Regions from separate parts of the Rattus norvegicus genome. Here region 1 is linked to region 2. The links are chromatin contacts, called in public Hi-C maps. All regions are on one chromosome and are shown on one strand. The core of a region is the stretch at or near the end of the contact, and the rest is flanking DNA. Distances in the headings are between cores, read along the strand shown.

The links. Hi-C and Micro-C count contacts between places; a contact is called where the count stands out from the background.
Region 1: a contact with region 2 is called in a Hi-C map of liver, with 4 times the contacts expected there. The contact joins two enhancer-like sites. A contact is called at or near these places in 2 of 12 Hi-C or Micro-C datasets (kidney and liver).

What each region holds. Positions count from the first base shown.
Region 1 is chr2:30,048,874-30,054,489 of GRCr8, forward strand. All of the region lies in intron 2 of LOC134485579 (a long non-coding RNA gene), which reads left to right. Among named protein-coding and RNA genes, the nearest start is that of Gcnt4, 64 kb to the left of the region's middle. Within about 2 kb of position 2,693, at least 15 of the 93 cell types and tissues checked have an H3K27ac peak or open chromatin away from gene starts, as enhancers often do. A contact at or near this core is called in liver, where this site is marked.
Region 2 is chr2:29,757,372-29,763,147 of GRCr8, forward strand. No RefSeq gene overlaps it. Among named protein-coding and RNA genes, the nearest start is that of Hmgcr, 6.6 kb to the left of the region's middle. Within about 2 kb of position 4,235, at least 13 of the 93 cell types and tissues checked have an H3K27ac peak or open chromatin away from gene starts, as enhancers often do. A contact at or near this core is called in liver, where this site is marked.

The DNA of each region.
Region 1 (5,616 bases), core at 1,443-3,942, 290 kb after region 2:
ACCTCCCTCCGGGATTTCTGCCTTGAGTCTACTCTTACATGTCAGACTGTGATGTGGAACTGTAAACAAGGTAGTTTTGGTCATAGTGTTTCATCACAGCATAGAAACCCTGACTAAGACAAAGTCCAAAGGCCCTGGGCCAGTGAAGGGCCATCTGAAAAGGAGCCGAAAAAGGGAAGAATTCCCTTCTATTTAGGGGAGAGCCAACCCTTTGCGCTATCCAGGGCTAAATGCAATGGGTGCGGACCACCTACATTAGGGAAGACCATCTGCTTTCCTTGGATTTTTGAGCTGTTAAACCTGTTCAAAAAACGTGGTCAGAGAGATCTCAGAACGGGCACCTCTGCCAATCTTGAGGATTTGGATTTGATCCCTGGAGCCCAGGTGATAGGAAGAGAAAGCTACAGGTTTTCAGACCTCTACACATGCTGTGGGACACATGTGTTTCCACACAGACACACATACATGCACACAATAAATAAAATTTAATTTTTTTAAAAATAGAGAAAGCTCTGAACAGTGGCTGACCAAATATCTGGGTACCCTATGGCTGACATATAAAATCACTATTTCTCCCAGTTTTTCTCCTCACCTGGCATTGCCTGTCCCCGGCAATGGGGTTGAGATAGTCTCTCTAAACACAAACTCCAGAAAGGGGTTTAATCTTATGCAAACGCTGATCCAAATGGGCTTGCCCGAATTCCTTCAGTCAGGGGTGAGTCCAATTTCCTCAGGGCTAAATGTACCATGCAGAGAATCCCTGACACCTCCGTCTTCAAAGATCTGAGGATCTACAGTTCTAGGAGAAAAGAAAAATGTAGTAGTCTTTTGGAAATTATTTTGGTAAACTTAGTGAATGGACCAAGTATTCAGATCAGACTCAGCCACTTGAGTCACTAGGAAAATAAAATGAAAGGCGGCGGGGTGGGGAGAGCCAGCGATAAACAAGTCAACAGCCTCTCGTGGACAGACCTTTCTTGGCTGGTGTGCACAACGTCATCTGAAACCAAAGAACACTTGTGTGTAGGGAAGCAGAGAAGCGGCTTTTCCGTAACACTCTACTGTCCCCAGTGTCCAGTGAGTGACGGGCAAGTAACAGGAGTGACAAAGGAATCAACACGCTTACATTTTATGCTTGCAGAAGGCCAGCGGGATCTGAGCCAAATCATATTCCTCAAGCCAAGAATCAACAGCAAGAGGAAAAGGAAGCGAGAGCAGGTTCAATCTAACCACAGGTGCTAGTTTTCCCTCCTCGTCATGGCTGATCTGTTTGCAAAGCGTCTCTGGCAAACCCTGTGACTTGCCACCTCTGCCCTGAGAGCCTTGATCATTCTGGAACTGCCATAGGGCAAAGGGGATGGTGTCCCACAGCCCTAGGCACAACCTTAGGATGGCGCTGTCCATGGAGACCTTGATAATGAGTACTGGGTGCTGTAGGGAGGGCACCATGCAGCCCTACACTAATGGAGCCCCAAAAACCAGTGATACAAAGGCCAGTCTCTGCCAAAAATGAAACAGAAATAAAGACATACTTGTTGGCCGTAGTTACACGGTCGCTTTACCTGCTTTATCTTACTAGAAAAATCCTTAGTTATAGAATTATAAATGTGTTGGCCGCTTCTGGTTGGTTGAACTTTTTCTCCTTTTTTTTTTTTTTGCAAGCAAATATGTGTGGTGCAGGCATATGTATTCATGCATGTTTATGTATGTGTGGACATGCATGTGCAAGTGTGCATGCATATATGTACTCATGCAGGTAGAGGCCAGAGATTGGTATCAGTGTCTTCCTTGGTAGCCCTCCCCTTAGATATTGATCCAGACCTTGAAAATTCGGCTAGTGTAGCCAGTTCGCTTGCTCCAGAGTCTTCTGTCTCTAATTCTCAAGTGTTGAGAGGATCACCCTCTCTGTCTGATATTTACATGGGTGCTGGGGGAACAGGCTCCTGTCCTCACCCTCCTGGGGCAATTACTCCTTTGAGCTGTCTCCTCAGCCCCAAATTCTGTATTTCTTCCCTGGGGGGCATCTACAAAACTGTCTCTTGAGTTCTCCATTATGTCTGCAAACCAAAGTTCAAGTTGTCTGTGGACCTGTCTCTGTCCACCCAGCGGTTCTTCAGACCTGGTATCCATTTTAGTCCCCTCACCATGACCACCTCCCAACTATCTCTCATTTAGCATCTGCGCACTGTCCCCTGTAGCGTGCCAGCCCCAGCTCTCAAGTGCCAACCTCGACCACCTCCTCCCCTCCGAGTTTCATACTAGAACGGTAAGCGACAGCTGTGTTCCCATTAGTAGCCTGCTATCAGCCGAGGAGGGAGCACGTGACCCATGAAAATCAGCCAGCATTATACACAGAGCTCCCTCTCCAGAGAGCTTGTCGTTAAACAGTTACCAGCCTTTTCCCGTTTATAACCATCACTTTAAAAGATCTCCCAGCAGCCCTCCGAGTTGACAACACCACAGTAGTTATATGGCACCCCAGGAACTGGGCGCTTTTAGCATTTTATAAATGAGGAAAATTAGCAGAAAGAACGAAGTGGCCCAGGAGCCCACAGTGGCACAATAAAGTGACAGGAAGCGGCAGGCTTCTACAGTGTTTTCAGCCCCCACCGTGTCCTGCTGTTGCTTTACCTCGGCTCCAACTAACAATTAGGCAACCACCCTTGGAGTCCAACAGCCATCTTTCATCATCAGGATGTCTGCCACCCACGCTGGCCGCTTGGGCATGCATGAGGAATTTAGTTATCCATGCAGATCTACTGAGCAAATGGTTTTGGTCTCTGGAAATCCTCAGCTTCCTGTGGGGCACTTTCAGAGTCGCAGTGGACTTGGGGGAAGTGGTGGCACATTCTGAACTGCCAGAGCCACACAGACCTCAGAGTGAGCTTTTTGTATTTTATTAGGGGAAGGACTCTGCGGGCACCACCCTCCTCCTGATCCTCGGTTTTGTGGCTTTGAAGTCCCTGCCTAGGTTTTGGAGCACCTTCTATTTCTGGTAGAGTTTCTGAGTTCCTGCATACGATCTGACCTCAGCAATGATCAGTTTGCAGAGAAAAGTGTCTTGAGACCTAGGAGTTCTCGGAGCTCCAGGAAGCTCTGGGAAGCTCTCGGAAGCTCTGGCCAGCAGGATGCTGAGTGTGCACTTTAACTACAGCCCTGGGCTCCTGTGGGGCTTCCTCGCTGGTGGGGGCAGGCAGCGCTCCTGACTGCTGGTTCTGTGTTCTCAGACAACAAAGATAAGTGGTAAATGCAGTTGTGGGGTACAGTTACTAAGGTGCCCTCAAGTTTGTCAGTTCAGCTTTGGGTCAGTAGCTCACTTAAGCCCAAATTGAATCTTAAGCTCCACCAAGAACAGAAGATAATAAATTCTTAGATGGAATGGGGGTGGGGATTAGATAACCGTACTACTAAAATCACCACTGAGAGAAAGTATATGTTTCATACTTGCCAAATTCTTTAACCCCATGGGAATTCGATCTTTATTTCATATGTGTCCTAGAAACATCCAGCTTCTGTCCAAGTTTAGATATCTGATATTCCAAATCTTCTAACTCGCTGATGTGACAAATAAGGACTTCGGAGGCCAGTCAGCAGAAACTCAGTGGTTCTCAACCTTCCTGCGACTCTCTAATACAATTCTTCTTCTTCTTCTTTTTTTTTTTTTTTTTTGGTTCTTTTTTTTTTGGAGCTGGGGACCGAACCCAGGGCCTTGCGCTTCCTAGGCAAGCGCTCTACCACTGAGAGCTAAATCCCCAATCCCTAATACAATTCTTCTTGTTGTGATGGCCTCCAACTGTAAGATTATTTTAATGGCTACTCCGTAACTGTAATGTTACTACTTTTATCAATGGGAATGTTAACAGCTGGTATGCAGATCTGATATGTGACCCCTGTGACCCATAGGTCGAGAACCACTGAGTCTAACCCGTTTCTGACAGTGCTTGTGAGTGGAGAGCTCTGCCTGTATAGCGGAGAGAGGAGGGATGGAAAGGCAAGATCTTCATAAAGCTAGAAGGCTCTCAACCCTTCCCCCTTCATTTTCTCTCTGTGGTTTCAGTTACACGCGGCCAAATTTGATCCCAAAATACTAAATGGAAGATTCCAGAGAGAGACAGTTTATAAGTTTGATGTCACACCAGAAGCTCAACGACACTCTGTTACATCACAATACCTAACGTCATTTACCTCACCACACAAATACCGCACGTCCCATGGGAGCACCACGTGAGCAGAGAGAGAGGGTGTGGCCCGCCTTCTATTGTTATAACTGTTCTATTTAGCTGCTGCTAATACCTTACCATATTTGTTTTACGAATTGTGCCTTTGCATATGTAAGAAAAACTTATGTATAAAGAACTCATAATAATATATATTGGGTAGGTGCTACCCGTGGCTCCTGGCACCCGCTGGGGGTTATAGACTATGTATCTCTCCTGTCTACTGCCCTTCCTAGCCAGGCTCAGAGCTACACAGGAATGCAGGAGCTAGATGCTTCTGCAGTTCCCAGCCCTCCCAGAGCTGGCTGTACAGTGGAGGACTGGGTACATGGGTCCCTAGGCAGAGAGATGCTAGGGAGAAACGTGCAAGATTTGGAGCTTGACAAGCAGCAGGCTGGCTCCCCTGAGCCCACTAACCATCAGAAAGGAGATAAGGAAGGAAAATGAGCTTGCAAACGAGGCCTGCGTTGCCAAATCTCACTCTTCGCTGTCTGAGTGGCTTTTATTTCTCCAGATAAATGCATTTGCTCTCCTTCTGTGGCCCCACAGGGCTAATACCGTGTCTGAGTACTTTTTTAAGATCATTTTCCCTTCCTGTCTTCTTGCACAAAGAAGAAACTGAGGGAGACGAGAACTTTGCATTTCTCCTCTTTTTTTCAGCCGTGACTTAGAGACCAATAACAAGGTCACCTCCAGCACACTAATGACTGTCACATCTAGTATTTCATTCTTCTCACCTGGCCCCAGCCATGCTGCTCTCTCAGGGTGATGGCTGGACACACGGCCATTGTTCCAGAGTCCTGGTTGTTAATTAGTGACAGCAGGAGGGCTGACCTCTGATTACAGTCTGTGACCTGAGGACTCCAGGACTCAGTGATTCACACTCACCCTGACCTCTGACCTCTGACCTCTGACCTCTAGTTCACCTGTTCCAGTGTTTAATGCCAGTGTTTCTATAAATCTTCTAGGACAACCCATGCATTTATGCCATGTGCCTTCTAATAAAACACTGGGTTTTATATTCCAAGCCACTAGCTGTCTTCCCCTCCACAGCACTACCTTTTTTTTTTACTATGGTTTAATTATATAGCATGATTTAATCTCCATTGGATTATCTGAGAATGACTGAGCCCAGGGGGATGACCCATTTATGGTTTTAAACCTAAGGTTATTTTCAATCACGGTTGCAAGGCACAAGAAGCCCAGGCAAAACATTTCAACTGACGCTAGAGTTGGATGTGGCCCATGGGAAACCGCTAGCAGGAGAGCAGTGCCCTGGAAGGAGGAAGCATAATGAGGTTCTGAAGTATTCGTGGCAGCAGGCCAAGGGTCAGACCACCACCCCACCCTACCCCACCCCACCCCCCATTAGCCACGCCCATTTGGTATCTGAGTATAA
Region 2 (5,776 bases), core at 2,985-5,484:
CAAAAGCAACGGAGAAAAGGAGGACAGAGCAGAGACGGTCTTGAATGTACGTGATTTCAATGCTTTGACATTGTGGCAAGAAATTGTCATCTACAAAGAATTGCACAATAAGAAGACATGTGAACAATCCTATACCACTAAATAAGTTTACAATTTAATATTGGGTTGCATGCATAGGTATTCTGGGCTGCGGTAGGGTTTGATTTCCCATAGAAATTACTCATATACCTGCAGATGGCACGTCCGTGGGGTCAGAGATGAGTGTCCTTACCTGAGTTTGTTTTGTTCTGAGTTGTCCTTTGAAAAGAGACCTCACTAATAACTCAGGCTGCTTTCCAACTTAAGAGTCTCCTGCCTCAGCAGCCCCTAGGCTGGGGGGAGGGGTTCTTAATGAATTTTCACCAAGGTGACTTGTTCACGGGATAATTAATGAAATAACAGTTGGAGGCAGAACAAGGAAAAGCTAGTTTTGACCCAAACATGAGCCTTGCTTCCCTCTTGGTGACAACTTTGTCCTGTCCCCATTGAATGAGTGCGGGCATTTAAAGACCCTCTTTTGCAAAGAGCCATTGAATGAATGCAGGCATTTAAAGACCCTAGCCAGCTATTTTTGCAAAGAGCCAGCTCCCTTTCTTTTACAGACCTTCCTTCTTTCTATCCCAGTCTCTCTCCAGCTGGCTCAGCCATGCCTCTCGAAAGCTCCCAATAGAATAATCAAGAGGTCTGAATCCAGAACAAGCTTGTAGAGAACTGGGTATGACCTTGTCAGGTAAGAGTCAAAAATGACAGTTGTTTCATAATGGTCCAAGGGGCCCGCCTCAGGTTTTCCTGAGCAATCCCACTGAGAGAGAAACTGAAGAGCAATGGCTTAGGGAAATACACAGGCAGAAAACGTCTTAAAATAGAACTACTGTTGCAGGTAAGTCCAAGGCCCTAATTCTATGAATTGCAAAGTATAAGGAGATTGTCTACACAGAAGCAGGGAGCCCCAAATAAAAGTAGGGTAAACAAGGTTAGCACTGATGGCTTTGGGGGTAAAAGACGATCTACTCTTAGCTGGGCAGCTCAGGTGCTATCTGGATGGATCCCTGCACAGGCAGAACCAGAAGAGGCCTAAGAGCAGCTATACTTCTGACAGTAAAAATGACCACGATGGGAAAAGTCCGGCTCTGGGCTAGTCATCATGGAGTCACAAACAGTATCTGTCACCATGAGAGGTCACCTTGAACTCATAGTAACTACAGCCCCCACACACATATGTTTTAATCCCCTTGCAGGAGGAAAAAGGAAAGCAAATAGCAATGTGGAGCCACCCCCAGAGTCAGCTCTGGTTTCAGTCTACATCTTGAACTACAATTATGTGTATCTCTGGCTATGATGTGTCCAGATCAAAACCGAAGAGCGCTCCATTTCTGTAGCTTCCACGGTATCCTAGGAGCGGGAAATACCCACCAAGAACCCAGTAGAGTCACTAATCGCTGAAAGTCACGAAACAACAGTACTGTCAGGATCTGAGACAGTAAACAAACAAACAAGACATGAAATGACACAAACCCATTATCAAATGAGTATTATAAACATTAGCTTAAAATCACCTAGAATTGACTTAAAGCTAAATATACTAAAAAAAAAAATGTGTAACGTGATACATGGTCCAACACAAGGAAGTATCCGGGGAAACTAACAAAAGACGCTCACAGTTAAGCCTCAACAGCATGAAAGGTGTCGCCGGCCTCCTCCGTCTCTCGCTCTCAGATGAGAGAGTGGCAGCATCTCCTTGGGCAGTCTGCAGGTTCTGACTTCTGTATCGTACTGACTCCTTCCTTGTTCGTCTACATTTTCCCAATACCAGGTTCTTGGAGCTAGTGAGGTTCTGTCCCGTGAGCTGCCCGCACTCTGAACTTTCTTACATCCGTGAGGGTTCCTCAGGGAAGGAATCTGGTTGTTTACACATCATTTGTCCAAGCTGGACTGAGCTCAAGCTGCAAGTCCCAGTGCTTCCTTCCCAAGCCCCAGGTTCCAGTCAGCCCTGCCCAGTCTTCTCATTCCCAGAAACCCGTATTCCTCCCCAGGGATCTGCACCTACTCTGTGCTTCCCAGACTTAGGAAGTTTTGCTTCTTCAACAGGAATATGCTATGAACTGTTCTTGGAAAAATACCCCCAGGTGCCTAACAGCACTCCTAAAAGCTAACTTTTCCCTTCTGTGGCAAATGAATGGGTTACAAACCTTGTCAAGCCAAGTATTTAACAGAGGAAGATGGGGAATGGTCCGATGGTCACAAGAGCATTGCTTTTGGACAGGGTTCATCGATTTTTCACAGAACCTAGGTTTTTTTTTTTTTTTTAATAGAAAATTTCTTATTTTTTCTTTATTCGTGGTAGCACTACTGTAATTTACAGGGTATATACCTGAGATAATAAAAAGAAAAACTTCAAGAGATAAAAGGCCCCAGGAGTGCACATCTAATTGACACTACATTTGCACTGCAGAATCAGGGAACTCTTTGCAGACTGTGGGTGGGATAGTCCTGAGCAAGGAGAGATTCCTGTTTTAAGTGACATCAACCTTCCTACGACTCACGGCTCCTTCTGTGGCAGACTTTCACAGTTTGGGAGGATGTCTCAAAGTGACCTGCAGCCCTAACACCTCCTGGTGCATGCTGTAGCCCTTCTCTGGTAGTCTTAGAACCATCGTTACCCTATCCACCACTTGTACCACCAGATCCATAACCATCACCATAGGGTCTACCTGACTGTCCTCCACCCCCACTGCCCCCTTCCTGAGTCCATTATTTAATTGCTATTGTCCACCATAATTTCCAAATGCAGCATAGCTGTCACCACCACCTTTGTGGAGGAAGCGTGTCACCGTAGGGGGTGGGCTCTGTGCTCTCCTAGGCTCAAACTCCACCCAGCGAGGCACACAGTCTCCTCTGCTGCTTTCGGATCAAGATGTGGAACTCTCAGCTCCTTCTCCAGCATCACGTCTGCCTGCCTGCTGCTATGTGTCCTGCCACGATGATGATGGACTAAGCCTCTAAAACGGAAATCCAGCTCCCAAGGAAATGTTTTCCTTTATGAAAGTTGTGGCCCATACATATACAGCCACCAAACTAGATAAGATGGATGAAGCAAAGAAGTGCAGGCTGACAGGAACCGGATGTAGATCTCTCCTGAGAGACACAGCCAGAATACAGCAAATACAGAGGCGAATGCCAGCAGCAAACCACTGAACTGAGAACAGGACCCCCATTGAAGGAATCAGAGAAAGGACTGGAAGAGCTTGAAGGGGCTCGAGACCCCATATGAACAACAATGCCAAGCAACCAGAGCTTCCAGGGACTAAGCCACTAACTAAAGACTATACATGGACTGACCCTGGACTCTGACCTCATAGGTAGCAATGAATATCCTAGTAAGAGCAGCAGTGGAAGGGGAAGCCCTGGGTCCTGCTAAGACTGAACCCCCAGTGAACATGACTGTTGGGGGGAGGGCGGTAATGGGGGGAGGATGGGGAGGGGAACACCCATAGAGAAGGGGGGGGCTAGGGGGATGTTGGCCCGGAAACCAGGAAGGGGGAATAACAATCGAAATGTAAATAAGAAATACTCAAGTTAATAAAGACGGAACAAAAAAAAAGTTGCCTCGGTCACGGTGTCTCCTCACGGCGATAAAACCCAAACTAAGACATCAACCATCAGGCAGGCAATGGTAGCGAATACGTCTAATAACAGCACTGGGAAGGCAGAGGCAAACAGGTCTCTGAGTTCAAGGCCAGCCTGGTCCACACAGAGAAATCCTATCTCAAACAACAACAAGAAAACCGCTAGTCCCGGGTGATCTGACGCCCTCTTCGGTGGTGCACAAACTTACATGTAGACAGACTTCCACACACACAAAATAATTTCAAAAATCTTTTTTTTTTTTTGAGTGTAGGCTGTTAGAATGTGAGGCTGGCCTGTGTGCTACCCATGGTGGGTGCTCTTCCTGCTTTGTCCCTGTACTGAGATTTGGCCTGAGTTGTGTTATGATATGGTTTTCCAACTGCCAGAATCGAGAACCACTTAAACCTCTTTGTATATCACCAAGTACTGGGTGTTCTGTTATGGGAATAAAAATAGACAGAGAAGGGCATCTTGACTTTGCTCGACCCACTTGGTTCCCTTACCTGGTGGCTAGGCAGTTCCCCGGCTAACACACGGAAATCGATCAATGCACGTATTTGCTGATGGTTCTTAAAATAACTGACCTTTCACTCTTTCCACGAACATTACTGGCAGGAACGTGTCCAGTGTAGTGAACCCAGCAGAGCTTCTGTCAGGGAGTTTTTCAAAGGAAGGACAAGGGAGCCAGAGCACGGCTTAGGTAGGAATTCATGGAGCCCTACACACAGCTGGGTTACCGTACCTCCAATGTCTGGCAGCTCATCTTTGCCAAGAGAGGAGACACATTGTTTGTGGGAGTTACGTTCTAAAATAAATTCAGAAAGAGAAAGGCACGCCAGCAGATCACAGGCTTGGGAACAAAACAAAAACCCAGGATGGAAAATGTCAGAGTGAAAAATACCCTGGAAGTCCCTATTTCTCAAAATAGAGTATGCATATTTTATGTGCGCAGATTTGACAGAAGTTCTTATTCACACTAGGTCTGAAAAATTGCCTTAGTACCGGAAGGAATCTATCTGTAGACGGCTCAGCATTCTGGCCTTCCTGCTTTTGAGGCATGGCTATTAATTCCTTAAATGAGTAGAGCAGGGCAGGAAAGGCTACTGCCTGCTGCTAACATAGACACTACAAAATCACAATGGTCGATTGCCGCCGCCACTCCTCTCTATACAATGGGTTTGAGATTTTCTTGTTGTCATGAGTATTGGCCTACTATTTGGGGTATATTTTGAAGATATTTTCTTCATGTCTATCTCTTGTTTTATTTTTGATGTGGAAGAGGAAATGGCTCACAGAATCCCAGGCTCACAGACATGCTAGAAATTCTACCACTGAGACGCATTCCAAATCTTTCTTTTTGAGTTTTCTTCATGGTGGTTTCTGGCTCTCTCTCTCTCTCTCTCTCTCTCTCTCTCTCTCTCTCTCCTCTCTCTCTCTCTCTCTCTCTCTGTGCATTCGTGCGTGATGGCCCACTTGTGCTTATGTGCATAAATAAATATGTGGAGATCAGAGGCTGGTGTCAACTGTGTTCTTCAACTCTCCTTAGGTTTTTAGACAAGGTCTCTTTCTCTCTCACTGAACCTGGTACTTGCAGATTCTGCTAGACTGACTTGCCATGGTGCCGTCTTTGTCTTCCTAGCACTGGGATTACAGGCACATGCTGCTAAGCCTGACTTTTATGTGGGTTCCAGGGATCCAAACTCAGATCCTCACACTTGTGCAGAAAGTACTTTACCAACCAAGTGATTCTCTTAGCCCCAGGGGTTTTTTGTTTTGTTGTTGTTGTTGTTTTAAAGGGTAGAGTTTCCTCTTGTTGTATCTGACTTTTGAATTATGGTTATCCTTTCTTCACACTCACTAATAATTTCTTTCATCTGTGTTTTATCTTAGTACTTGTCTGATTTCATTCTTTATTATAATTTCTCTGTTCCCTTTGGAATCTATTCTTACGTGTATTGTGGGGTGTGGACCCGGTTTTATTTCGTAATAATTGGCCTTTACCTGGTTTATAGACACAAACCACTCTGTTCTCTGCAGCCGGGTTCTAAATTTACCTACTCATGATGAGTCATTTCTGTCCACAGTGAATCACAGCAGAATTTTTGTTTGT